Regions from separate parts of the Mus musculus genome. Here all the other regions are linked to region 3. Evidence: chromatin contacts called from public promoter capture Hi-C data. All regions are on one chromosome and are shown on one strand. Each heading gives the region's core, a stretch centred on a gene start, on an enhancer-like site or on the middle of the called end of the contact. The rest is flanking DNA. Distances are from core to core; before and after follow the strand shown.

Region 1 (3,494 bases), core at 729-3,228, 1.1 Mb after region 3:
CGAGGATTGTCGTGGGGCGGAAAGGCGGAGGGGGGGGGACACTCACGCGGATGACGTAGCGCGAGGAGTTCCTGTCGTCCAGGCTGACTGTAAGCGAGAAGAGCGCGGCCGCGCTGTACACACCCTGTGCCTTGTACAGCAGTCGGTTGAGGTCCCAGCGAGCCGCCCCGGGGCGATCGGCCGCGCCGCCCAGGTCCCAGCCGCCGCAGTCCTCGATGACCTCGAGCATGGGCCGCGGCCCGAGCCTCTCGATCTCGCGCATGTCGAGGCACGAGCGGAAGAAGGCGCGCACCTTGCGCTGCGCAGCGCCGCCGGGGCCTCCGGTGGGTCTCGCCAGCAGGCGCCGCAGACGCTCCTCGTTCTGCTCTCCGATGGCCGCGATCGTGCCGTAGGTGAGCTTGTCGTCGGGGATAGCGTGGCGCCGCAGCCAGCCTCCGCACGCGAACGAGTAGAAGTCCTGGCACGGGTCGATGCTGGCGTCCAGGTTGGCAGACAGAAAGCGGGCGGCGCGTGCAAAGGCCTTGCGCTCGGGGCAGCCCTCGGGACAGGCTCCGCCACCGCCCGCCGCTCCCGGGCCCAGGTATTTGAGCGCCAGCATGGCCGCCAGGATGGCGCAGAGGCCGGCAGCAAACACCAACCCCGACAGCAGGCACACCTCGCGTCGATTCCAGCGGGGCAGCCCAGACCTGGACCCGCTAGCACTGCGCCCTGAGCCCCTCGGGAAGCCTGGAGGCAGTGAGGTCCCTCGAGCGCCCCCGGTGCCACACCGGCTCACATACTTGACTTCCTGGAACTCGTCGTAGTGCGCTGTCATGGAATACGGGGCCTCCATTGTGCCGAGGCTTTGGCTGCAGACCCCTTGTTTGGTCGATTATAGGCTGCTTCTGTCTGCGGGCTTTCTGGTCGGAGCCCACATGGCCCTCGGTCGCAGCTGTAGGAAGGGAACATTAGCAGGCTCAGAGAGGCCCTGGAAAGTGAGGGGACCCAGAAAACAAAGGGTGGGAGTTAGTTTAAGAAGATGGAGGCCACCTGTGATCCACAACCAAGGATCCCACTTCACTCCGTCAACCAAGAAAGAAGGGTTCAGTTGCCAGCAGCTCTTACTGGAATAGTAGCCTTTAACCTGCCTACCCAGGTCTCCACAAGCTCACCACAGAGTAAGGATGCTCGGACACAAAACCAAAGAGCACCGGGCACAAAGTGGGGGCTTCACTGACAACCTGTTTCCCTTGTCTTTGCCTTTCTTGCCCATCATCCTCTCCAGACAAGCCAGGTGGGGGAGGGGGAAGCAGAGGCCGGAGAAAGGAGGTGTGGTCAGGGGCGCCTCTCTGCGGACCCTGAAGCCTCCTTCAGTTCTCCGAACTAAAAGCGACCAGACACCCAAACTTCGTCCTCGGGGAAGTCTGCAGGACCACTCTCAAGCCACCCTCTGGCTGTTTCTCTTCAATGGCTCCAAAGCCCACAAGTCCCTTCCCCAAGCAGCAGCCCTCTCCATTCCCCATCTTTCCCCCACCCGACTCCCCAACCCCGACGGCCCAGATGGAAAACCAGAGACTGGTTTCATCATTTGCCACCCATCAACGCCCCGGGCCATCCCTGTCGTCAACAGGTTCTCCCCAGAATCCAAAGTTGGGAGAAGTTTCACCCCCTTTGCTGCGCCAGCCCTGAGCTCAATCTCTTGCGTCGCGCGGCGCAGTCAGCGGAGCTTGAGAGCCGAGTCCTGGAGTCGCAGCCGCAGCCGCAGCTGGAGCCAGAGCCGGGAGGACAGAGACAAAGCCGAGAAGCTCGGCTCGGCAGCCGCGGTGGCCTCGGAGGTGGCTGTGATGATGTCCTCGGAGGCGGCGGGCCCGAATGACACTTACCCGGCAGGTGCGCGTCTGGGCCGGGCGAGGACCGAGGGAGGGGTCGGGAGCAAATCCCGGCCTCAGCCGGAGAGGAGCTGGGCTGGCTGCGGCTCTCTTCGTGCGCCCGCCGCCTCTGCCGCCGCGCCGCGCCGCCCGCCAGCCCCGAAGGAGGGGGCGCGCCGGCGGCTCCACCCTCCTTCTCCCGCCCCCTGCACCCCTCCTTCTCTCTGCTTCCCTCTGGGCTACCTGTCAGCTCCAGCAGTGCGGAGGTGGGGATGGCGACCGCGGAGATAACGCTCCTGAGAGTGATGCACCAGCTTCTGGCTCCAGGACTCCGGAGTCCAGATCTGTCCCGGGAGGAGGAAGCACGGTCCCTTCTGATGAGCCACTTGGAGCCACCTACCAGTCTGCGGTAAAGGGACTGAAGCTGGAGATCTGGAGGCCAGAGGGAAGTCTGGGCCGAGCCCACAGAAGCTCAGCCCAGGGAGGACTCCAATGGGCAGGTGAAGAGCCTGTATCTGGACCAGCACTCTGCCAGGCGCCATCAGCACCAAGACTTCTTTGTCCTTTTAACTCCTGCTTGCCCCATCTGGGTTCTGGTTGGTACAAGACCCTTTACCTAGCTCTCCTGGGGAGGTTGCAAGTAGAGGCTGAGGCTGTGGCCTCCTCAACCTTAGGTTTTCCTGACATCATTGGCAGGAAGTCCCAGACCCACATAGAAAGGCCTAGAAAAGGATGGTAGGGTGGGGAGAGGGAGGAATCTTGCTCCACTTCCCTCACGGGACTACACAGGGTGAGTTTGTCCAGTCTTCCACCCATTCCGGTTGGCTGAACTAGCTTTTTAAATGTTGGGGACCTCGCTCCTTCCAAGAGACAGAATCATCTTTACCTCTCCACTGTACCCACAAGGTGAAGCCCACACGTGACAGAGACCTGGGAGCTTTCTGAAGGACTGCTACTGTTTCAGGAATCTGCTTTCTCTGCCTCGACTTACCCATCTCTTCTGGTATCCCCAGCAAAGGACCACACAGCCCCAGCAATCCCAACCTTGTGGCTCCAGCCTGCAGCCCTGGCCTAAGCAATGTTTCAGACATTGGTGAAGACCGATGTGATAGAACCCATGTTGAGGTGGGACTGCGGAGAGCGACCACCATCCCGTCGCCATCCCCTCCGGATGTTCTTCATCGTCAGCTACCCAGTCACTAGCCTTTAGTGGCCACCTCTACCACTTTCCTGCCTGTCCAGTCTGTCCATTTCTAAGTCCCACTCACAGGACTGTCTTTCATTCTGACCATCCTAAGGTCCTCTCCTGCCCCATGCATTCTTCTCAGGTCCAATTAATTCTACTGAGGAGCGATGGAATTACGCAAAAATGCCGTGTTTCCGTGAGGGGGGAGGGGAGGGCAGGGCGGTGGCAGAGTGGCTCTTTGTGCTTTTAATCTGCATTTTCCCCTCAACATTCCATCTCCTGGAGGATAATTTTCCAGCCTTTTCAGGCCCTGATTGGTATCATTTCTCCGGCAATGACAGCTTTTATTTTCCCCGAAATGAATGCCGTGAAATTTCCAAGAAATATAAAAATGGATATTGTCTCAAGGAGCCGACTACTCCGACAGCAAGGCACAGAGGCAAACCTGCTTCCCCGGGGAC
Region 2 (3,584 bases), core at 652-3,151, 1.5 Mb after region 3:
CTGGGATGACATTGTCCGCATGTACAGAGCCTACTTCCTAAGTCTGTGAGTCCCATGGATAGGAGCACTTCTCCACCTTTCCCTTACTTCAGCAATCCTATTCACCAAGAATTCTTTACAGAGGCTTCTGCTTCCCCCAGGAACTTCCTGTTCTAGTCATTAAGATCCCAACCCCTCATCCCTAGGAACTTGAAACACTTAGCTAGAGTGAGAGCGGGAACAAGTGCTCACAGTCAACCCATCAGCTATTTCACCAACAGAAGCTCACCATGGGACATTCTTTAAAAGACCTCTCATTAATGTTCAAACTCACTGTGGTATCCCTGGCAGTGGGGCCACAGGGACTGCTGCTACCGTTAGGAAACAGGACAGGCTGGGTGTCTCCCTATCCTGGGGACCATGTCCATGAAAATCTGTGGTTGTTCAAAGAGTGGCCTGAGAGTGTGGTTGAGGAAGATGGCCTATTGTCCATTTTCATTGTCCAGGATGCTGGAGTCTCCAAGGAGACTCTGGCTTCTCCTTTCTGAGACTAAGTAACATCAAATGTGGGCCAAGATGAAGAAAGGGGGAGGGGAAAGGAAAACACAGTGGGGGGACCCAACCAGAGCCTTAATGTCTCTCTGCATTAAGACAGCCATTTCTCTCAAGGCAACAAGACATTGGTCACTAGCTGAGATAGCAGAGTAGCCAAAACTACAGGAATCCCAAGTCCAGCTCCCTGCAGCTGATGGCTTCGTGAATATCCCACATATTGGTCAAGACAGGAAATAAGAACCTTCTATTGCTATATCCAGCTGAGTTTTCTCAACCGAGTCACAACATACTCTGGCTTCTTGGCCACCAAGCACACAAATCTGGAGGGTTCTGAGGGTAGGGTCTTTTGTCCTGAAATGGTCCCTGAGCAGGAGGAGCAACATCAGTGGGGCAGCAACACAGGGGCTGTTACTCCATAGCTGTGAAGTCTCCTCCCTAGAGCACACCTTAACCCTGAGGTTTGAGCCAACAGCACACGGAAATCACAGCACTTCACAGTCTACACATACATTTACAACCAGGGCGAGCACCATGGGGAGTGAGTGCCCTGGTCTTGGAGGGCTCTGCAGTTACTTTAACATGAGGCTTCTGCCTCTCTCTGATTCTTTATCGGTTTTTGGCAAGAGGCCCTGCACGTTCCTGTTGCACAGGGCCCTGTAAGTTATTGACCTGTCCTTTGCAGTACATTGTCTCCCTAGTCTCCACAGCTGGAGGTATAGGAGCTGGAAAGAGGGGTCACCCTGCTTCGTGCTTCACAGATGTTGAAACACGCTGGGCTGGGAGAATCACTAAGCCAAGATGGGCTGGGAGCTCACAGGCATAGCCAGGACCTCATAGGTACTGCTGGAATCTTGCAAGGGTAGCCAAGTTCTCCTTCCCATGGACAGTCTGGCTGCCTTCTCTTTCCTAGTTCTTCTCAATCAATGCTTGCAACACTCTGCACTTCCCCAGCAGTGACCTCTCTTCTACGGTTTCCTTGATCTCATTTCATTAAAAAATAAGATAAAATAAACATATATTTTGCTCACCTGCCAGCCAGAAGTTCCTGGGTGTTAGGCCCCCTCATAAGTGCTTCAGTTTCTTCCTTTCCCATCCACGGTCCTGTCCGGGCACCTCAGTGCAGGTCTGTGTGTCCCCCACATAAGCACACAAGCTCCCTACCTGTCCCTGAGTACTATAGCCTGGAAAAGCCTCCCTGGGAAACATTCCTGACCTTCAGACCTGCCTCCCTATAGCTGGCCCCATTCCTGGGACAGGCACTTCCTGTCTGGGTGTTTACCTTGCTGGGTGCCCTGCACCTAGGCAGGGAGCCAGACACACCTCCCTAGGAGCCAGGCAAAAGGGGAGGTGCCACTGAGGTGCAGGTTGACATGACCCAAACGGCCCCTGGCTGCAAGGTAATATCGGAAGTTGACTAAGAATGGACGCCCCACCACTGACTGACCCGCCCCCTGAGTCTGAGATTGGGTAAGTGTTTATGATCCTCTTGGGTTCTGGTCACTTTTGTGTTAGTATGTGTACACGTGCACACACACGTGGAAGTCAGAGGTGAACACCAGGTCTCTCTCTTATTGTTTTCTGTTTTTCTTATGGAACCCAGGGCTCACTAATTGGCCAGGCTACCTGATCGGCCATCCTCCGAATCTTACCTGCACCCTCCCCTCCTGTCTCAAACTTCCCCTGTGGGGGTTAAAGGAGCACGCCACTGTGCCCCTTTTTTATGTGACAGTTGTGAATCTTCTCAAGTCCCAGTGCACATATGCCAAGCGGTTTGCCAACTAAGCCAGCACTTTTAATCACTGCTTTACATGGCCGTCAGGGCTCAGCTTGACAGCTCCCAGGCAGGGGACACCAGCTGCTCTATTCGAGAGGTCTTAATCAATTGTTACTATTACAGTGAATTATGATTAGTGACGGCTTCCTTCTGCCTGGTGCTTACTGCGTGGCAGGCACTGAACTAAGCAGATTGCATAACCTCTCTGTGTAGCCCTGAGCCCTCACTACAAGTTGAGAATCAGGTGCATTTTAAAGATACATATGTTCATAGATCATCTTGCCCAAGGCCACATAGATAGTAAGCTGCTCCAAGATTGAAACCCATCCTAGCTGGTACCAAAACCTTGCCTCTTAACCCATTGCTTTCATTTCTCAATGCTAATAGCTACACTGCCCATATTTATGTAAGCCTCCGATGAGCTATTGTTTTTTGTGACCTACCGCTGGTAATAAATTAACCCAACCGGTACTGCCAAGAAGCAGGGCATACTTATACTCTAGGTTTCTGTGAGTCAGGAATCTGGGCAGGGCTTGGCCGCGTTCTTTGTTCAGGGGCTCTCACTGGCTGGAGGCAAGGTGGCTGAGGGCCAGAACGCCTCTTTACAAGGCTGTGTGGAGAAGGCACACAGGCCTCCTGGGTTGTTGGCAGGCCTGCACGCCTCCTTGGGGATTGCTGGACTGAGGGCCTTGTTTCCTGCTGGTCATGGCTGGGCAGCTTGCTCTGTTTTGTTTGTTTGCCTCTCTGCCATGACACCTTGCTTCATTGAGGCTGCAGAAGATTCCAGAGATCTCTCTCTTCAAGGACATGGCTGTGTGATGCGCTCCACGTGAGCACGCTCAGCTATGGAAGTCAGATGTCTTCCTTGAAGAATCTCCACTTTATTTATTGAGGCAGGGTCAGTCATTAGACCTGGAACTAGTCAAATCCAGCTAGTCTAGCTAGCTAGCTTACTGTGAGGATCACCGCCTCTGCCCGCTGAGTGCTGGGAACAGCCAGGCCCACCTAGCTTTTGTGTTCTGGGGACCTGGATCCTGACCTCTCGTTTGCATGCCACGCTCTTTCTCAGCTGAGCCATCTCCCAGAACCACAGACTTTTGTGATGTGCTCGTGGAAGTGACATTAAGTGGCATCCCATCACTCTGCCATGCTCTGCTTGTCAGAGAGCCGCCATTAGGTACAGCCCATATGTCACAGTAGGACATGGATGCAGGAAGTAGGCACCATTGAATCTCAGATGTCTGCCTAGTATGACATCCGATTGCCACAAATGTTG
Region 3 (3,631 bases), core at 902-3,401:
GAGGTGAGCTTACCCACTGCTCCCAAGCACTGGGCTCATTGGAAGCTGGAGATGCCCAGTCTGCACAGATAAAGTGACTACATCACTGGCCTGGTGGTGCAACTCCATCCGTCATCCATCTCTAAACAGAAGACTTTTCCCACCCAGGTCCCAACCTCTGCTTTCAGCATCCCAGCACTCTTCCAGGGAATTCAAGAATCAGTCTGCAAAGACAAAAGCCCCATTACTGAGAACCAGACAAACCATATGGTGCCTTCCTCCAAGTACTGGTAGACAACTAGACAAAGAGACTTAGGGAAGGGAGCTTCTTGACCACCTTTGACTGCTTCATGCATACAGTAGGGACCCAAGAAAGATTCATTTTATGAATGTGCAAAACTCTCCAGGATGCTGGAGCATAATTATAAGGAGTTGGGAACAAGGTATTTTAAAAGAGGGGATTGGGGCTTTATGGTGAGGCCAGGGCTGGGCAGTAAAATGTCTTGACAACAACACCCTTTGGGCCAATTATTATGTAGTGGATGGATGGAGAAATAAAGAGAAGATACAAGCCCCAGAGGCTATTTGAATTTAACTTCATGTTAAATAGCATGTAAAAAGCATTTGTATCAACTCCAGTGTGCAGTAATAGCCACATGTGCCTTAGGGCAACTGCATTTGAACAGGGCAGGAAAACAGTTCGCAGAATGTTCTTTTGGACAAAACTGGTAGGACGTATGTTCCTGCTTCTGACCTGGATTTTAGACAAATAGTCATAGATGCATATACATGTACACACCTTACACCTATAGACCAACACCAGAGCACGCCAGCATCCCATGTCCACTTCTAGATCAGTGGCTCTCAACCTTCCTAACTCTGCAAGCCTTTAATACAGGGCCTCAAGTTGTGGTGACTCCCAACCAAAAAGTTAGTCTCATTGCTACTCCATAGCTATCACTCTGCTAGTATTGTGCATCATAATGTAACTGGCTTTTCTGAAGGGGTCACAAGGGACGGGTTGCTCTAGACTTGTTCTAGATTCTGGCCCATGGGGAACAACAGCCTCACATGACATCAGGTGGTACCCAAATGCAACAAGTGTTTGTGGAAAGGATGATCTTGATCCATTTGGAGGAAGTATTGGAGGCTGAAGAGAAGTGGTAGAGGAGGTCCCCTGGGTGATGGTTAATTCTAATTATCAAGGAAACACAACCCAGAATCACCTGGGGAGAGAGTCTCAAAAGGGGACAGTCTAGGTCAGCTTGCCCCGTGAGCAGGTCTGGGAATGGCCAGGATTATCTTGATCACCTTAACTGATGAGGGAAGACCCAGCCTGAAGGGTGTGACACCCTTCATTGGTGTGATTGTACAAAAATATTCCTATCTCTTCACTCATGGGTGTGGGTGTGTTGTGGCCAGCTGTCTGGAAGCTCCTGCCTCTGTGACTTCCCTGCAGTGATGGCTACAACCAGGAACTGTGAGCTAAAATAAGCCCTTTCTTCTCTTCCCTAAACTGTTTGGTGTTAAGGTATTTTTATCACAGCGACAGAGTTGAAGCTAGGATGTTATGCTTCCCATCTCTCTCCCGTTCTCACTCACTCTTCTGCTCCAACTGGGCTCCAAAGCTTACACCACTGGAAAAGCAGGCCCTGACGCCAAACCCTGTAGGACTACTCCGAAATAGCTCCAGAAGTTAGAAATGGTGGTACAGACTGTAATCCTAAACTGAAGCTAAAGGGTCTCCAGATTCTAGGCTAGGATGGTGAGATCGTGTCTCAGGAGAAAGAAAGAAAAAAAAAATCTGAGAGATGGTTTACCGATTAAGAGCACTGACTGCTTTTGCAGAGGACCTGGATTGGGTTCCCAGTACCCATGTAGTTGATTATAAACATTCACAACTCCAGATCCAGGAGATCAGACGCTGGTACTAGTGCAGATGCATTTAAGCAAAATATCCATACACATAAAACAAATAAAACGCATAAACAAACAAAACCATCTTACCCTAAGAGGGTACATTAGTCAGGTTAATAATGTCCACTCATCCTCAGTCCCCCACAAGAGCCTGTACTTTCTAGATGTCCTAAATGCTTAGTAGTCCTAAACTACTGAGTGTGTTACTGGGTATCTAAATGAACGAATGAGTGAATGATAAATTCAGTGCGGCGGGACAGGAGTGCGCAGGGGGTCTGGGCGGCTCGGCCCTCGGGGGCGTGTCGGCCGAGGCAGCGGCGGAGCTCCCAGCTCGGCGCAGGAGGCGGCGGCCAGCATGGAGAGCGAGCTGGAGGCGCTGGCCCCGCGGCCCGCGAGCCCGGCGGAGCCACCCTTCCAGGCGTTGGTGGAGGCGGCGGGTGGCCGCGGGCAGGTGCTGCTGGTGGGCGAGCTGTGGGAGCGCGAGCAGAGCCGCGCGCTGCTGAGGGACTTCGCCGGTGCCGTGTTCCCGCCGGAGTCCGCGCCGGGCAAGCCGGGCTGCGCAGAGGCCGAGAGCGCGGGCACCGCGGCGGCCACCGAGTCGCACGGGGCTCCGGGGGCGAAGGCGGAGCGAGCCATTCGCTCGCCGCTCGTTTTCGTGCTGTGCCGCGTCGGATCGCTGACCTCCCGGGAGTCGCGGCGCCGCCTGCGGGAGATGCTGCGGGACGTGCGCGACCGGAGGTGTGAGGGCGCCGCGCTGGTCGGAGTGCTGGTGGCCGACACGGGTGCGGATGACGCGAGGGCGCCCGAACTGCAGCTGCTCGAGACGCTGCTGCGCACGGTGTTCGGCCGCCAGGTCGGGGGCCCGGTGCAAGCAGCAGCCTTTCGTCCCGGCTGTCCCGCCTCCAGCCTGGCGGTCCAGGAGGCGGCCTGCAGAGCCCTGCAAGCTGCGGGGCCGGGACGACCAGGTGAGGCTGCGTGTGGGGTCAGGCTGGGCACTGGGGAAGGCGTCCCTTTAGACCGGTTGAACCCGTTTAGGCCACCCAACTCTGTTGAGGTAAACTGAGGCCCGGTGCTGGGAGGTCCCCAGCACAAGGCTTCTCAGCCTAAGGTGGACATGCTCTGGACATGGAATTGAGTCTGTCTGGCCAGATCCTGACTGCACATGAGATCGGGGGTGGGGTATCTGAGGGTACAACTGGTGGGAAGTGGGTAAGAAGTAGAGTTGAACTGCTCTAAACAACAACAATGTAGGAGTTGGAAACTGGGATAGAAGATGCAAAAATTTGGGTGGTGTGCGTGGGAAGAACTGAGTCTGGGGGGCGGGGTGACTGTAGCTTTAGGACAAGTTTGTCCTGGTAGGATTGTCCTCAGAGCTTTAGGAGAGGGGGAGCTATACAGGAGGCTCGGTGTGGAAGGGAGGAAGGCAATCGAAGTTCCTGGCAAAAACACAGAATAGGTGCCAGGGACGTATCCGGAAGGGTGTGAGGGACCGAGACCGTGACGACCTCAGTTATTCCTGGTAGCCACCGATCGCTGGCTGCTTCCGCCAGGTTTTCCTTCCACGCTCTATTCTAAAGTGTAGAGATGGTGTGAGCGCTTTTAGTCGGAGACTGCTCCGTCATGGGATCAGACGTCCCAAGGCAGCGTGTTTTGCTGCAAAGTACTGGGATTAAAAAGAAGGTCCTAAGTGGAGCCCTGACAAACGCTAGGAAAGCTTTCCACCGCTCAACTCACT

Evidence for each region. Promoter capture Hi-C pulls out the DNA fragments that hold promoters and counts their contacts.
Region 1: a contact with region 3 is called in a promoter capture Hi-C map of embryonic stem cells. The contact joins the promoter of Ecel1 here to the promoter of 2810459M11Rik in region 3. A contact is called at or near these places in 2 of 39 promoter capture datasets (embryonic stem cells and pre-B cells) and 1 of 484 Hi-C or Micro-C datasets (embryonic stem cells).
Region 2: a promoter capture Hi-C map of liver shows a contact between it and region 3, with 2.8 times the contacts expected there. The contact joins the promoter of Neu2 here to the promoter of 2810459M11Rik in region 3. A contact is called at or near these places in 1 of 39 promoter capture datasets (liver) and 1 of 9 other capture datasets (liver).

Annotation. Positions count from the first base shown.
Region 1 is chr1:87,154,158-87,157,651 of GRCm38.p6, forward strand. It overlaps Ecel1 (endothelin converting enzyme-like 1), which reads right to left and starts at 1,979. Exons shown (of 18, transcript NM_001277925.1): 1 at 1,863-1,979; 2 at 47-931. The coding sequence starts at 832. All of the region lies in intron 3 of Gm33292 (a long non-coding RNA gene), which reads left to right.
Region 2 is chr1:87,572,126-87,575,709 of GRCm38.p6, forward strand. Neu2 (neuraminidase 2) reads left to right here and starts at 1,902. Exons shown (of 4, transcript NM_001160163.1): 1 at 1,902-2,001. It also overlaps a transcript of Ngef not described here.
Region 3 is chr1:86,043,712-86,047,342 of GRCm38.p6, forward strand. It overlaps 2810459M11Rik (RIKEN cDNA 2810459M11 gene), which reads left to right and starts at 2,152. Exons shown (of 3, transcript NM_001144993.1): 1 at 2,152-2,861. The coding sequence starts at 2,252.